Linked DNA regions of Rattus norvegicus: region 1 is linked to region 2. A link is a contact called in public Hi-C data. All regions are on one chromosome and are shown on one strand. The core of a region is the stretch at or near the end of the contact, and the rest is flanking DNA. Distances in the headings are between cores, read along the strand shown.

Region 1 (5,521 bases), core at 2,934-5,433, 130 kb before region 2:
AAATAGATATTCCTATAAAGAGGAAATAGGAGACATGGGAGCCTACAGTGGAGGGATCATCAAGGTTCAGATAGAAACAGAGTAAGGTGATGGTGGTTGAGACCACACAGGGTTAGAAGGAGATGTGAGAAGTGGGAATGTGTGAAGCCCAGCACCGGAAGGAAATTATTTTGGTGAGAAATGTGTCCCTGAGAGCAAGGGCAGGGAGAAGGAGGAAGAGGAAGAGGAGGAGGAGGAAGAGGAGGAGGGAGAGGAGGAGGGAGAGGAGGAAGAGGAGGAGGAAGAGGAAAAGGAGAGGGAGGGGGAAGAGGAAGAGGAGGGGGAGGGGAAGAGGAAGAGGAGGGGGAGAGGAAGAGGAGGAGAAGGAGTATACAAAGGAAGAAGCTATGTTGGAGAGAATGTGCAGCAACAGTTAGGAACTACATTTATGGGGAAATTGACTATGTATATGTAAAGTTAAGAGCGGGGTGGAGGGCAAGTTTCTCTGGTATTGGAGAGGGCATTGCAAAAACACAAAGGAAGAAAAGAGAAATGACATCTGTGGTTGCATTAGAATTAGAGACCAGCCTCTAGTGAGGGCTACTGTAGTTAGTGTTGAGGGGGAGGAAAGGAGGAGCCAAAGGAATCAAATGCTCAGGTTTATTCTAATAACCTTCTAATAAGCAAATTAAAGAAAAAGTATAAAAAGTTTTAGGGCAATTTTGATGGATACACACTTGGATGAAATATATAGATTCAGTGAGATGTTTGTTGAACCAACACAAAACGCCAACAGGGATCATAGTAAGAACTGGAAATTATTTTACTGAAGTGAGCACACACCACAAGTTACTTGCACAAAATCTCCCATGGTTTATAAAACAATGCTAAAATTCCTGGCATTTCAGTTTCTACGCCAACACTGTCCAGTGGAAATATAAAGTGAGCCTTGTAGATGCTATTATATTTTCTAGCAGCCAGACCAAAATGTGTTAATAGATGAAGTGTGTTTAATAATATCTTGTATTACTCATCGTATTCAATGTATCCTTTCAGCATTTGCTCAGTAAAAATTTTTAATCAGTGATACTATGTTCTTTTTGACCTAGTCATGAGAGTATTGTGTGTATTTACACTTATCCTGTGTCTTTTGTCCAAATGCAATGCATAGGTAATGGCCATGGTACTGGGCAGCGAGCTCTACATTCAAACTCTGCCTATATCCTGACTTGTAAGTCATTGCTCCTAAGACATTCATTTCTCAGTATATTTGCCATAGCCTCCCCTCAGGCTCTTTTCCCCAATTTGAATTCTTTCTTTTACCTGTTTACCTTCTAGAAGTTGCATCTCCAAAGTCATCTTGTCAACTCTTCTCAAAGACATTCTTCATCCATCAGTCAAACTTCTCACTCTGTTGTTCAAGCCCTAGCTTTCACCTTTATTTGGACTGTGCTTATACTAGAATTAGTGGCTTGTTTGCCTTTCTTGTCGACTAGATCTGAACTGTTGGGGGCACGTACCATTTCCTTCTTATTTACTTATCACTTAAGCAATAAATGCTTGGCTCAATAAAAAGTTCTGTGGGAAGAACATGAGCTAACCCCTCCAATACTTCCAGGAAAAAAAGCAAACTGAAGAGAAGAAGATAGCTACAGTTGGGACTGAGAGCCTCAGATCTGAGGACCCAAAGGGAAGGAACATTCATTAGCCAGAGAGCTCACCGAGGAAACTTCTTAAGGCTCAGGCCCAGGCTTCTCTCTCAACCTTTCAACTCCACAGGCCTCATACAATCTCTCACCGATGCTTGCTTCTTACCCTAACCATTTTTTTTTCTTAAGGGAAAGGTGAAAATACACACTTAATCATTATGTTTGTATTCACACAGAACAGTGAAGTCAAGGCTAGTCCCGGTGGGAGGAATGAGCCAAGTAAAGTCAACCTAACTTACAAACAGCTCCCACCATGAAGGAGAGTTTGCGACATGGGTGAGCTATGACCAATCATGACCAATGCTATGGTTTCAAAAGCTTCTGGAAGAACATGTTCAACATGTTTGCTGATCCCTACGATCATAGGATCAAAACCATTTATCCAAGATGGACCTCAACTATATTAACTGAAGTACTAAGCCTGAGTTTCACACTAAAATAGACTAAAGTTGGAACTCCTTTGTTGTTTAGGTAGGAATACTGCCCTTCGAATGGAATGAGGATGTGACTGCTCCAAGGTATAGCTGAGGAGAAGGTTTCTATTGTAGCTATGAGGGAGAGTACAGCCAGAGACATCTGGAAGAGTCCAGAGCAGGGTGAGAAAGTAGAGGACTAAATACAGCTAGTAGACTGAACTGGGCCATGGAAACGGGCTGCAGGTGGGGGAGAGCAAGAGAGGAAGAAAAAAGAGAGAAGAGGAGAAAGGGCAAGTGAACCAAGAGAGCAAAGAGGGCAGGGCCCATAACTGAAAGGCAGGGGTATGCAGGAATCAGAAACTAGGGAGAGGGAAGCGAATCTCAAGGGCTCCAGAGGGTGGGTGAGAAGGTTGAGAGGAGCCAAGGGAGGAGCAAGGAACTCTGTAACAGGAACCTGCTGAGAGAGCTTAGAAGCTAGCTATGCTTAGAAGTTTGCTATGCTAATAGGCACCATAGTTTAGCCACTTGTCCTGGGTTTCTTTTGGACCTGACACCCTTGGTTGTAAAAGGCATTAAAATAAAACATTTTTTTCTCCATAGCTGATTATTATCACTTAGACCAGTGGTTCTCAACCTTCCTAATGACGTGACCCTATTAACACAGTTCCTCATGATGTGGTGACCCCCAACCATAAAACTATTTTTGTTGCTCTTTCATAAATGTAATTATGAGTCATAAGGCAAATATTTTTGGTGATCAAGGTTTGCTGAGAGGCTTCAACCCACAGGTTGAGAACCATTGCCTTAGACCACCAAGACACTGAGAACATCCAGTCCCACCATTCGACAACAGAGGAACGAATAGGTATTCTGAAGCCGACACTCAACTATAAAAAGGCTCTCAAAGGCTGATAACACAGCTGTCCAAGGACAGTAGCTGAGAACCAGGAGTGATCATCCAAAATGTAGGCTATGCTCAGGTCATGAGAGAATCCAAAAGGAGAAGCGAGCAGCAATAGAGCCCATGATGCTAACCTCTAGACGCAGGAAGTACAAAGCTTCACACCGGAACTGTCAGGTAGACCTCTCTGTCCCCATCTCCCTTCCTCTCTCCCTCCCTCGTTCCCTCCCTTTGTTCCAGCTCTGAGGGAGTCTCACATGGCAGCCAGCAAGCCTGTAACCCTCCCCCTCAGAAATTAAAATGGAAATAATAAATCACATGTTAGAGTACATACTTTAAGCCTTGAATCTGATACAAATTGATTATAGGATATTATCTCACTTGGGGGGGGGGACAGAAAAGCACAAAACAGCCCAAAGGAGCATCGAGGGTCAAAGCAGACCCGTGTTAACCAAAAAAATCATAAAACCTGCTTCTAGCATGGTACTCCACTTATGTGTCCAACTGCTGACTGGTTATCAGAAAACAGAGGCTGTCTACCATTTGACACATTGGAGATGCTGATAAATGTTTGAACTATCTAATGAATGAATCAATGATTAATCCTCCATGAGTCACAAAAAAAAACTTGAAAATTTGATTATTGAAAAGGAACATAAAGTAGGACAAAAGAAACAAGATTGAGCTGGGTGAGTGTGGGCGGAAACTGGTTTGTGATTCAGAGAAAACTGTACTGATTTTAAAGTCTTCCTGGCAATTGTATGTTTTATTGTACAGGAGTAAATATAGTTAGTTCTCCAAGTAGATGGCAGGAGACTTTCAGAGGTTAAGGCCATTTTTAGAAGCCAGGACAAAGGTATTGTTAGACAGTGGTTCTGCGCACAAATTTTGAGGGAGTGCCTTCTCAGTTTACCCTGGACTTGCACAAGCCTTGGAGAGGCTGACAGTCTAGATCCTGAACCAGAAGGCTGATCCAGAAGGACCCAAGATGCATATCTATCTGAACTAGGAAAACTTTGTCCAAGGTAACCAGGAGCAGATTAAGCCATAAAAAAAGACTGCGAACCAGCACAAAAGGGTCAACCAGAGGAACAAAATCTGCTGTCACTTGTAAGAGGTGAGCAAGTGTTTAAGGAATGCCAGATGCAGCCAGAAAGAGAGGACAGGCCTTGACTCAGAAGGAAGGCGGGAAGCTGAGAGAAAGAGCGATGAGATGTGCTCGCCTCAGGCAGAGCTGAGACCTGATGAATTCTGTGTCTCGAAGTTGATGCCAGGCAAACTTTGTTTGCTTTGGCGGGATGTAATGGCTGAGAAGTAGAGTGGGTAGACTCTGTGGGCCTTGATTCCTTTCTCTGTATAAAATATAACTAATGTCTTCTTGGCCTGGATATTAAAGAGGTTACTGTTTGTAGTTTCTGTTTCCTAAGCTTCTGTGGTTATGAGGGAGGCTGTCAGACTTTTTTTTGTAACTATAGACTGAACCCAGGGTCTCCTGAATGCAAGGCTAGCACTCTACCAACTGAACTACTAAACTATGTCCTTGGAAGAATTTCCTAAATGTTAGTCTAATATGGTAAGGAAGTTCTGGATCTCAGACATAGCACTTAATGCTCTCTCTGCCTCTGCCTCTGCCTCTGCCTCTGCCTCTCAATCTCTGTCTCTTTGCCTCTGTCTCTCTGTCTCTGTCTCTCTGCCTCTGTCTCTCTGTCTCTGCCTCTGTCTCTCTGTCTCTGTCTCTCTCTGTCTCTCTGTCTCTCTGTGTGTGTGTGTGTGTGTGTGTGTGTGTGTGTGTGTATGAATTTGTGTATACTCCTTAGCCATAGTCACCTCCTGACCCAGCAGGTTGGGGTGTGACAGACCCTCCCTGCCTCTGGAATGCACTCTCTTCTCGCCTTTGCTCTAAATCCCTAAACTACTTTAGCAGAGGACCTGTCTTTTCCCAGCACTTACCACAGAGCAGGATGCAAAGAAAACGCTTACTACACATTTACAGAATAAATGCAGAGAGGTTCCATGTCTAAAAGAAAATCGACTCAAAGGCCTGACTCAAAGGAGTAGGGCTTTCCTGGTAACACCGTTTGAGGTTTCCTGAGGCTGATGCTCATTTGGAAATGTGTTGTTCTATCTCCCTGAGCAGAACTCTCTGGTTAGCTCACCAAGTTATCAGTGTTGCTGTGTTGTCTAAGACCAATGTCCAGCAAGTATCCTTAGAGGCAAACTCCTGGGTGCCCTACTTTTCTTCTTGAGCTATGACCTTAAGCTGAATATGCTGAGGAATGAACTTCTCAAACTGAGTACGCTGGAGAATAGGCCTGCCTACTCTATGTAAAATCCTATGTGTCTGAGCTTTCTCTAACAGCTGTAGGCCATGAGCATCCCTCTCTACCCTTATTTCTCTGTCACTTTTGTTTGCTCGCTTGCTTGGCTTTGTGTGGCCATGATGTGACCCCCAATGCATCTAACTGCATCCTCAAGAGCTTGAGGCTAAATTGGCTTTGGAAACCCCGAAGCTTCCA
Region 2 (5,595 bases), core at 3,071-5,570:
GCCACAGCAACTTTGAGGAAGACCTTTTTCTTCCCTTCTCCCTTACTCTCAGTCTCTTCTATGGTGATCTCGGGACCCTGAATACCACCAGCTGGGGCCTGACATCAGGACCAGTTCTCAGAGTGTACCTGCTCATAGCTGGCTCTCTTAGTTAAGGTTTTAATGCTGTGAACGGACACCATGCCCAAGCATATTCAAACCACCACACTTGATAGCATTCTCCTGGTGTGCATGAGAGACTCCTTTTCTCCATGTGGATCCCTGTCTAGGCCAAGGTTTATAGCCCTCAAGTCTACTTGGGTTCTTCCTACTGCAATGTCATTTGTAGCTTTCTACTGATATTCATAAAATGACTGAGAGCTGAAGCTTATCCCAAACTATCCCCACCCACAAGTAACCCAGGACAACTCTTCTTCCCTGATTCTCTATTCTTCAAAGAGTTCTATTCAGACAGGACTGTAGTTGGGATTTTCAAAGTTTAGAGGAATAGTGGCTAACATTATTTTTTCATGGTTTCTTCTAGGTAACTGTGTCCCCCAACCCTCCACGTCTCTGTGCTGTTTTTTGTTCCTTATTGATGATATGGTTCCTAGTTCCCCTCTCAGGTCTTCAATGCCATCCTTTCCTCTGCCAGATGGCTACTGGGGATTACATGTGAGCTCTCTGGCTTGCCAGACGAGCTTTCTACCCCTGAGCGATATCCACTGACTTTTTTTTTCTCCCCGGAGCTGGGGACCGAACCCAGGGCCTTGCGCTTGCTAGGCAAGCGCTCTACCACTGAGCTAAATCCCCAACCCCTCCACTGACTTCTTATTGGTACTAAGGATACTACCATCCTGTCCGTACACAGAGATCAGAATTCTGCTGGGAATCTTTAATTCCTTGTCTTCCGCTACACAGTGGTTCTGTGAGGTTTAAATGAGAGACTCCACATACATAACTGTGCACTTTTTGGCTTGACACAGCCAGTGCTTCATTGTGTAAGTTAGTAAATATGGCACTCCATCCATCAATGCTGTAGTCATCTCCAAGTCCGAACCTCTCGAAAGAAGCCATCTTTGCTCTCTTCCTTGCTGTGCCCCTATCCAAGGCCACCGTCTCCCATCTGGACCTGGGGTAGAAACTCTGTCATGCTTCTTGTTTCTAATCTCTTTCCCTGCTTCCTAGTCAGTCTGGAATACAAGATCCAAGGAGTCCTGAAGAGAAAATACCTTAGATGACATCACACTCTGGCTTAGAAATCTCTGTGCTTTCTGATTGACTCACCTGAAAACCAGCTCTTTCCATCCCGTGTCACCTTACAGTTGCACTGTGTCTCCTGTCATCGTGCTCCAGCTGGACTGCCATCGAAGTCTTGGGCCACTCCCATATCCATTCCTTTGTAGATACCATACCTGCAGTCTGGAAAGTCCCCATTGTCCCTTTCTCACTGTGCAAAGGTCCCTTCCTCCATGAAAGGGCTACTGTGTCTCTTTCTCTGCCCCGCCCCAACTCACTCCATTCCCTTCTGAGAGCTTCCACTTGTCTCTTACTGTTTCCCCTATAAAACCCCATCCATAGCTTCCTAGGGAGAAGCAACTTCAATAAATATTCATGGACTGAAATTGAACACCTTTCTGACATTAAGGTGAGAGGCATTTCTGTTTTGGTCAGATGGAAAAAGACCATGAATGAGAATTCTTTAGCCCGGTCTTCATGCTTTCTGAGCCTTCTCAAATATCCCAGCTGGTGTTTTCTTAACATAACTTAATGGCACATACTTCCTGATTCTGCCTCTTGGGATCTTCAGATATAAACTACTTTACCTTACCCCAAAGTACCCCCGTCTCAATCTTGTCTCTCAATCTCCTAAAATTTAACTGCTCTCTTGTACAGAATGGTGCCCAAGCACTAAAACACCCAAGAGAATTGCTCCTATAAAAGGTCCGATCTGTATCTAAGAACTCAGGTCCTGAGTAGAAATCACCATGAAAACCAACCAGTAAGCCGCCAGATGCTGAGCACGCACAAATTGCACTGCATTGCAGGGTGCGGGGTGCAAGTCTGAGCGGAATGGCCACCACACGCGTGAGCTTACCAGGGGACACAACCCACTTCAGAGCTGCAGGAAGAGTGCTGTGCAAGCCGGTGGTACTTCGTGCCTGTCTCAGTCACTTTTGAAGATTTGTTTTTCATTAGGCAGGCTGAAGACTTCTCTGCTACCGGCAGAAAAGAAAAGAGAAGAGAAGAAAAGAGAAGGAAAGAAAAGAAAAGAAGCCACGCTATGGATCAGCAGCGGCAGTATTGTGTATTTATCTCTTATGGGTGCAGCAAACCATTTGGGAACAGTTTATGGAGCAGAAATTCCAAATTAACCCTTCCCTCGCTGTGTCATGATATAGAACCCTGGCGGTCTCGCTGTCCCGCCATGTTTGTTGTAAACTTCGATTCTTTTAATTGGATTCTTTAGGTTGTTTGTGCATTAAGGACGCATTAGGTAAAGGAAGTAAAGAGTTGAAGGTGTCTTTTATGTGCTTGGCATGGCCTTATCGTGGGAAGTGTCTATGCCCCTTGGAGAGGACTTTGCAATGAAAGAAATGGACGATGTGGAGTCGGGCAGCTCTGAATCCTGAGAGCCATGAATGAGTCAAAAACCCATGTGAGAGGGCCCAGTGTTACTGAACTGCAAGCCCCTCTTGGTCTGGACTGTTTGTCCAGTGCAGACCATTTTGTACCTGCCTACTTGTTGGCACCTTCCCCTCTGGTGTCTAAAGTAAGTGGATCCCTCGGGAGAACATAACGCTACTGGCGCCATTCCACCAGAGTTTTCCTACGAATTGGTTGATAGGATTGGTGGGTAGGGCAACATGTCGGACTCTCAGTGGAGTCAGGCAGCTCTTGGTTTCCCATCTCAAAACTACAGCTTTTCACCCGGGGAGCCCTGGCAAAGGATAGGCCCCTTCCGGACCTATTTTATGCTGTGTCGAACGTGCTAACCGCGCCCTGTGACGGTGCCTGGCATGATGTCGGTTCTTTGTAAATGTTCGTATTGCTTCCATCCATCTGCATCTTCTTTTCCTTCTATCCACACTCATATGCGTAATGAGGGGTGATGAGTAAACTCTCCTTGTGGTCTCTTTCCCCTTCTCACATAGAAGCTATCCAAAACATGTCTTCCCCTCTTGCAACTTCTATATAGCCCTGCCAGTGTTAGCACCACATGAAGAAGAGGGCGTGGGGTGGGGTGGGTGGCTGGGATGGTACCTTCCTTCTCGAAGTAGAGTCATCCTGATTAAGGGTGTAACTCCAAGTAGGAGTTACACTGCCCTGTCTCTGTAAAGCAGAGGGAAGCAACCAGACGTGTTGGGGAGGGGGGCGGGGGAGAATTCCATTTTCACTCAGGCTTAGCCCTGAGAGGTAACTTCAATGCCTGGGTTCTCGGGGGAACACCCAGGGCAAGGTGCAAGTCTGTCCTACTCAGGCAGCTGGAGGAAGGGAGGTGACTGGCTGGTTCTCCTGGGAGTTAAAAGATTTCTCGCCCGAGGAACAATATCTCGAACTCCTTGTATCTCAGCCAGTGACTCACGCACTGGAAACGGGTGTAAACACAGGTGGAGGAGCTGGGTGCCCCAGCATGATTGAAGGCCGGTCCTCCAGGCCAACACTTGCATTCCAATGTTTAACACTAAAGTTCAAAGAGATGTGCTGAACCATTTGTCAGAGGCCTGGACATGAGGAGCTGAGCAGGACCTGAAATCTCAGAATTGCCAGCCCAGCTCGTAGGATAACAGTAAGTGGTAGTGACGACGCCCACGCCCCTTTCACAGCCCACCGCCCTTGATCTTATCATTGTACTCCCGACCCCCTCTCTTCCGTGTTTCGTTCTTTTTCTCCCTCCCCACCAGGGTCTCCCAGGGTCGTCCGGGTGGAGGGATGAGAATAAATCTACTCCGGCACACCTATCTGAGCATTGTAGTTAAGGAAAGCTGGGAGCATCAGAGATCTTCCTAGCAGAACTGCACTGAGCAAGGATTGAGCTGGGGACGCTCTTGGGGGCTCAGCTCCAGGTCCAGGGGCGCCAGGGCTCGGACTGGGGGCGGAGCCTCGCGGTGGCGAGCGAGGGGGCGGGGCGCAGTGCGGAGTTCCTAGGGACCTGGGTAGGGGCGATCTCCCGCCCTCCAGGGCTGGGGACCGGCAGAGTGGCGGGACGCGCAGGCCCGGTGGAAACGCGGGGCAGCGGCGAGGACTGCGGGGGTGCGGCGGGAGTCGGGCGGGCGGCGTCACCCGAGGCGGAGGGGGCGGAGCCGCGATCGCAGCTGCCACCCGGCCGCCGGGCCCAGGCAGAAGTCAGCCGCCCGCGGCTGGGCAAGCACTGCGCGCAGACACGCTACAGACAATGCTCCGGGACGCCCGGCGGGGCAGCGGACCGCTGGGCCACCGACGGCGAAGCTGCGGAACCGCAGCTCCCCAGGTGAGCCCACCACTCTCTCTCCAGATCCCGCCGCTTTTTGTCTGGCGAACGTGGCGGCCCAGGGGCTTTCGCAGAGTCTCTGTGGTGGCGGGGCGAACCAGCCCCTACTGGCGTCCCCCGGGGTGACAGGCGACCGATCGGAGCGCGTGGAGAGTCCGGACCTCGTGCTCCGGGTTGTGCCCTCGGTGCAGGCGCCGAAACGGGAAAGCTAGGGAGCCGGAGGGGGTATTTTCAATTCATTCGAGAAATGCCCGCTTTGAAATCGGGAAACTTTTCCTTGGAGTTCCGGGAAGGGTGATAGACTGCTGTAATGGTTTTACTGGTCTTGCTGGTCTGGCTGCTCTGTTTTGTGTGTTGGGAACTGCTTTCTGCCATGAGTATTGTCAAAGGAGCAGAGGGGCAGAGGCCGTTCGGGCTGCTCCGGCCAGACTAATTGGGGGGTCCAAGGAAGCCACCTTCAGGCTGCAGCTGATCTCCAAAGGAAGGTGATATCCGTTTGATGAACCTGGTGATCATTCCATACCTGGAGCTAGTTTTCAACCTTTGCTTGTGAACCCTCTCTGCAGCCGGGCGCACACACCCACATCCACCCACAAGCACACGCGAGCACGCTTGCACTTGGAAAATAGAATCTCCACTTGTGAGTCCTGGGAATGGGACTGGAGGCGGCTGAGCTTTCTCAGTCCACAGCGCTCGCTCACTGTTTCTGTCCTCCCAGGTAAAGCTCAACCGTGGTTTTGCACAGCCGGTGTGAGGAGTTTTGCAGGGCACTTAGGCCAGACTCGGGTTGTGAAGGTTTGACTGATCACTGTTCTCGTCTCTCCTTTACAGCCCCTTCTGAGGAGATTTGACAGGAAGCCCTGGGGAAAGCAAGTTGGCTTTCCTAGGGTCCCTCAGAACTTTACTCCCCTTATTGGTTCAGACTGTGCAGGCTTCACGTCCACACTCCTCCTGCTGAGTTAGGATTGCTCAGAAAGAAGGAAATAAAAAGATACGTAAATATCCTCAGTGCCGGGGCTGGGGTGGTGTGGGGGCGTTAGGGTAGTCACTTCCTGCTTTTTGCCTGGACCACTCTGGTCAGTGGAATATAATGCATTAATCTATATGCTGTTCTTCCATCCATCCATCCATCCATTCATACTTAC

The links. A called contact is a pair of places that touch in the nucleus more often than the background predicts.
Region 1: a Hi-C map of the A7r5 cell line shows a contact between it and region 2, with 3 times the contacts expected there. The contact joins the enhancer-like site here to the promoter of Prag1 in region 2. A contact is called at or near these places in 3 of 12 Hi-C or Micro-C datasets (the A7r5 cell line, Schwann cells and mammary epithelial cells).

The regions. Positions count from the first base shown.
Region 1 is chr16:62,970,268-62,975,788 of GRCr8, reverse strand. No RefSeq gene overlaps it. Among named protein-coding and RNA genes, the nearest start is that of Prag1, 130 kb to the right of the region's middle. Within about 2 kb of position 4,183, at least 8 of the 93 cell types and tissues checked have an H3K27ac peak or open chromatin away from gene starts, as enhancers often do. A contact at or near this core is called in the A7r5 cell line, where this site is marked.
Region 2 is chr16:62,843,257-62,848,851 of GRCr8, reverse strand. Prag1 (PEAK1 related kinase activating pseudokinase 1) reads left to right here and starts at 4,320. Exons shown (of 6, transcript NM_001107315.1): 1 at 4,320-4,450.